Linked DNA regions of Hordeum vulgare: region 1 is linked to region 2. A link is a contact called in public Hi-C data. All regions are on one chromosome and are shown on one strand. Each heading gives the region's core, a stretch centred on a gene start, on an enhancer-like site or on the middle of the called end of the contact. The rest is flanking DNA. Distances are from core to core; before and after follow the strand shown. Region 1 holds the start of LOC123433113. Region 2 has its middle 90 kb from the start of LOC123398838.

Region 1 (2,867 bases), core at 283-2,782, 410 kb before region 2:
AATTGCTACATTCAAATATGGCAATGGAAAGCATCAATAGAAAATGCCAGAATCGAAAGCTTAGAGTAGTGTCACCAGTTATTGGGCAAATTAGCACAGACGTAATCACGAAAGAAGTCCCGTTTGGGGATTACCATAGTCATTGTATCCCTGAACATTATACCGGTTAACAGTTCTAAAGTCTACAAGCTGCCAAGGTATTGTAAATCTATCAGTTCATTTTAAACAAAAACTGGCCAGTTTACATAGGTTGCCAAGCAGATTTACTCACCCTAAAATCGGCTTTCCTTAGAACCTCCTTTGTAGATGTTTCAAACTGGGGTCTTGGGGGATTCCTTGGGGCTGCAGGTTTTGTAAGGTCAAGATCCTGTATGCAGTAGAGTTGGATAAAATCTGCTGTTAGAAGAGTATCATTCAGTAGATAACAGACTGATGCTTGCATGTTTAAATGATAAATGTTATTTAGATATCTGAAATGCTATGACGATATCTTCTGGTGGTTTGTGGTTTTTTAGGCAATAATGGATCAGACGAGCAATTTGTTTCTGTTTTGACAAACATATATCAACAAAAGCACCACTGTGTGGAAATATACTAACTCCGCAGAATCAAGCTCACACATTTAGCCACACTTCTCAGAATACTTGTAAATCACTGAATAATGCTAGACTAAATCTCAAGACTGCAAAGGAATTGTAGTCTCCCAAATACCTGAATCACTGAAAAAACAAACAGATATCTCTCTTACCTTGACACTGTAAGTCGAGCCACGCCTGTAATTCACATCCGGCCTGAAATCGTAGTCATCTTCGTCAACCTCGTCCGTCATATGAAAGGTGCGGGCCGCGTCGTCCAGCTTCTCGTTCATGCCATCATTCGAGGAATCGAAAACGTCCATGGACCCACCATTACTACTCTCGCCAAACTGGGGCCGACCAAAAGCACTCATTCCAAAGCCCGTGCCGCGCCTTCCAAACGAGTTCCCAACCCCATCGAGCTTCCCGAAGAATGCCTTGTCATCTGATGATGGCTCAAACATACGTTTCTCAAAGTCGTCCGCGCTCTCCACCGCGCCCTCTCCTGCGAGGCAACATCCACAGCAAACCGGCGTGTGAGACAACAGCATCGCTAGAGTACTTTACACATCAAAAAAATTCCCCAAATATCACGCATGCCGACATCACAAATGACTGACGGGGTTTGGAAAAATGTTTTGATTTAAACGTAGATCTCTCCCTCCTCCATTCGATTCGATGTTTTGGTTGTGACGGAATGGAGAACGGGTGGGCTAGGTCCGGGTGCCAGAAATACTGCGAGGGGGGAGGAGGGAGAGGCTGGGGGTGCTTACCGGACAGGAAGGAGCGGCGGAACAAGGAGGCTGCGGCGGATGATGGGTGGGAAGTGAGCAGGCGTCGTGGAAGAGATCGTCTCAGCGCCGAGCTCGCCATCTCGCTCAGTGCCTCGTCGCCGGCGCCGCAACCTGTCACCAGAGAAGCGAAGGCAGGGATTTGGGGGGTTGGGGCTTCTTTTTGCGTTTCAGACCCGTAGCTGGCCACCTGAGCCGGCCCGGCCCGGCCCAAGGCTGAATGTGCCTGGCATGGCACGTTTACTTAAGAGCAGCTCCAACAGGAGCAACTAGTTAGCGAGCGCTCCTTCGGAAGCCTTCGCTTGATACGTTCTCAGTCGCCGTCACGTGTTGTGTTTTGAACGTTTCCTTCGTATTTTATTTTTTTATTTTTTTTCGCACGTGTTTTCGACTTTTTAGATTGGTTTTTTCGTACGACCGTTCCTCTCGGAAAAAGAAAAAACGGGTTTTTTGCTCTTTTTTTTCTCGCGAGAGACACGGTTTTGTTTTTGCGAGAGGCACGGCCATGCCTTTCGAAAAGGAAAAAAATGTGTTTTCTGCTCTCTTTTTTCCGCGAGATGCACGGTTTTTCTATCGCAAGAGGCATGGCCGTGCCTCTCAAAAAGGGAAAAAATGTGTTTTCTCGTCTCTCTTTTTTCGCAAGAGGCACGGTTTTGCTTTTCCGAGAGGCACGATTTTGCTATCGCGAGAGGCATGGCCGTGCCTCTTGAAAAGGGAAAAACGCGTTTATTGCTCTCTCCTTTTTCCGCGAAAGGCACGATTTTGCTTTCACGAAAGCCACGATTTTGCTATCGCGACAAGCACGGCCGTGCCTCTCGAAAAGAGAAAAACGTGTTTTCTGCTCTCCCTTTTTTTCTTCGAGAGGGACGGTTTTGCTTCCGCGAGAGTCACGGGTTTGCTCTCGTGAGAGGAACGACTGTGCATCTCCGGAAGGAAAAAACGCTAGTTTTTCATCCTTTTTTCGTAAAAAAAAAAGTTTGTTAAAACATATCAACATGGGATCTAGTTTTAAAGATTTCTACGCGAGAAACCCAACGATGAAAACAGTTCAAGATTTGAACTCACTCTTTACGAGATAGAACATTTTGAAAATACGGATCTACGGAAAAAGGAAAAACTCCCAGGTTACGACAAGTGACACGCATGTAGTATGTCACTTGTCGCAATCTCAGGAAGTGAAAGTAATCGTTGAAAGGTATACTCGCTAACTAGTGATTTTGCTCCAACGGGGGTGCTCCTATTTGGCGCCTTCAACGTTAGTTAGGGAAACCGGCGCCTGCAGGGCTTCTCCTTATCGGTCGGCCTATGTAAAAATGTGTTGGTCATAAAGAAATTCAAAAAAGTTCAAAAAGTTTAGATTTGCAAAAAAGTACAATTATTATGAAAAAAGGTTCACCGATTTTTTAAATATGTCCATGGACTTTCAAAAAAGTTCATAGAATTCGAAAAAAACATCGATTTTGAAAAAAGTTCATTAATTTTTAAAAACAATTCACTGATT
Region 2 (2,755 bases), core at 140-2,639:
AGCTTAGCGAAATGATTTTGAGAGGGCATTTGGTGTGTTGCAAGCTTGGTTTGCCTTTGTTCGAGGTCCTGCTCTCTTGTGGAATAAAAAATCCCTCCCAAACATCGATCATGACTGCTTGTGTAATATTACACAATATGATCATCAAGGATGAGAGGCATTTGGACTTGATATACAACTATGACAATGTTGTTAGCCGCGTGAAGCGTGTCACGGACGGTGATGAGATCATTGCATTTCTTGAGACCTACCGCAAGATCGAGAACTGTGACACGCAGAACCAACTCCAGGATGACTTTATTGAGCATCTATGGCAGCTCTATGGGGTGAGATAGATCCCCATTTGTATGTATTTTTATTCGTGTGAGATTTGAACAATTTGGTGTTGTAATAATTATTTGAATTAAAATATTTATTGTAATGATGACTATTGTTGTATTGTGAGTTGCTTTTAGGCCATTTATATTGAATTTATTTTAAATTTTGCTGAAATATGTTATTTATTTAAAGTTATGTAAAAAAATGTGGTGCAACGAGTGCTTCGACTGAACAGATCCGCAAATGTGTCCCACAAAACTTTTGCGAGACGCGTTTGCGGAATCTGTTCGGCCGAAACGCTCATCGCATTGTAAAATATTTTTCCGAGAGCCCTCAAATCATTTTTTTTGTGATGTCTGTTTGCGAGGTCTGTTAGAGAAGCTCTTAATGAGAGACTTTTGATCTCGCATTCAGGTTCTGGAAGCTTTCCACCTAGGTTTTGGGAAGAATCTGAAAGCTTCTCGCCGTTTGTTCTGTTTCTCGTACAGGTCATCTCTCTTTTTTGCCTTTGTTATATATCTTTTTAGCCTTTTTAGTTTTATTTTTTATTTTTCTCTTTATTTTTTCAAAATGCGCAAAAAATAAAATTCAAATATTTTTCAAAATCAAAATTGTTTTAAAAAAATGTGAACCTTCATTTTAAAAATTCGTGATTTTTTAAAATTCATGATTTTTTTTCCAAATTCTTGAATTTCTTTTCAAACATTTTGGTGAATTTCTTCACAATTTTCTCCCGTTCACGAACCATTTAAAATTTGTATTTAAAAAAAAATTGTAATCTTTCTTTAAATCCATGTTTTTATTTTCATAACCACAAACTTTTTGCAAACTCCCAAACTTATTTCATACCCGTGAACTGTTTTCGAATCCATAAAAATTCCAAACTTTCCAAAATCTTGACATTATTTTCTTCAAATTCGTGTTTTATAAATTAGGAATCGTTTAATATCTAAAATAATTGAAACTTATTATTTTCTAAAGCCTTGGCGGGAGGAGGAAACCAGCACGTGTCGCTTATGGGCCGCTGTCCAAGTAGCTCGGACGCCGTAAACGCCAAGTAGGAGGGGAAGCCCTATTTAACGCACAGGCGCCGGTTAACGGCAAAGTTTGCTAACCGGCGCCTGCAGCGCTCCTTCATAGGCCGGCCCATTTAAAGATCTGATCTGTGTTTAGCTTGTGAATTTTTTTCCAAATTGATGAACTTTATTTGAAAATCGATGGACATTTTTGAAAATTGATGAACTTTTTTAAAAATCGGTGAACTATTTTTAAAATCAGTGAAGATAATGTAAAATTTGCGAATCTTTTCAAAATCAATGAACTGTTTTTAAAAATTGATGAATTTGTTTTGGAAATCGATTATTTTTGTTTGAAAATCAATAATTTGTTTTCGAATTCTGTGAATTTTTTAAAATACATAAACATATTCAAAAAATTGGTGAACTTTTTTTATAATCATTTAACTTTTTTCGTGACTCTGATCTTTTTTGAAATTCTATGAACTATTTCTTAATTTTTAAGGAGCGACAAATTCTACATGGGCTGGCCCACTAGAAAGAGCGTTGCATGCGTCGGTTTGCCTATCCGGCGCTGTGAAGGCGTCGTATAGGACCTTCCAAGTAGGAGTAGATTAATGAGCTGCTCGACTCGCTAAGCTCATGCACGTCAACCTTGTTACGCTTAACGAGTAAAAAATATTCGGCTTTGTTCATTTAAAGCTCTTTTAGCTTAGGAGCGCCCACGAGTGCTCGTTAATACACTATACGATGTGTTACAACTTACACATTATAGTAAGCACTATGCTCCGGCTTGGTAGACGTGATATATTCACGCTCGTTTGTTCGTGCAATCTCTTTGCCATTTGAAGACAATTAGATTTAAACATTATAATAGAAAATTAAATAAGGTGGCTCATGAAATTGCTAGGTTAGCGAAATTTTCATCCACTAGAGATTGGTTTGAGAAGCCAATGAATGATATTGTATCTTTTCTTATGAAAGATGTAACTATTATTTCTAATTAATGGAGTGGAAGTTTATTTCAAAAATTCCGTTTTCGTTTGTGTAGTAATGATTAAGCATGATCATTCATACGAGACTATAGGGTTGGGAGAATGCCCCCGCTTCGTTCGAAGGAGTGTCGACTCGGGCGGATCCCGTGCAGCCGCCACCCTTTGCTCCTTCGATCTTGCTCCCCCCGCCGTCGTTGAAGGATGCCTCCGGTCAAAGGCCGCGAGGATGATGGCAGCGACGGGTCCTCATGCTCCTCACGCGATTGATGGCTACAGGGGGACCCATCGTTTCTCACGTTACATGATCTTTGGTTGGAGCTTCTTGGCGGGCCTGGATGGCATGGTTCGGCCGACGAAGATGGGTGCCGGGGCAGCGGTCCCGAATTTCTTCGATGACGTCGACTGTCGATGTGAACGCGAGGGCGG

Evidence for each region. A called contact is a pair of places that touch in the nucleus more often than the background predicts.
Region 1: a Hi-C map of leaf shows a contact between it and region 2, with 2.6 times the contacts expected there. The contact joins the promoter of LOC123433113 here to the enhancer-like site in region 2. A contact is called at or near these places in 3 of 6 Hi-C or Micro-C datasets (leaf and seedling) and 1 of 1 datasets of contacts at active chromatin or transcription factors (embryo).

What each region holds. Positions count from the first base shown.
Region 1 is chr1H:311,564,869-311,567,735 of MorexV3_pseudomolecules_assembly, reverse strand. LOC123433113 reads right to left here and starts at 1,532. Exons shown (of 5, transcript XM_045115434.1): 1 at 1,349-1,532; 2 at 749-1,080; 3 at 272-367. The coding sequence starts at 1,448.
Region 2 is chr1H:311,155,110-311,157,864 of MorexV3_pseudomolecules_assembly, reverse strand. No RefSeq gene overlaps it. Among protein-coding and RNA genes, the nearest start is that of LOC123398838, 90 kb to the right of the region's middle. Within about 2 kb of position 1,389, at least 2 of the 3 cell types and tissues checked have open chromatin away from gene starts, as enhancers often do. A contact at or near this core is called in leaf, where this site is marked.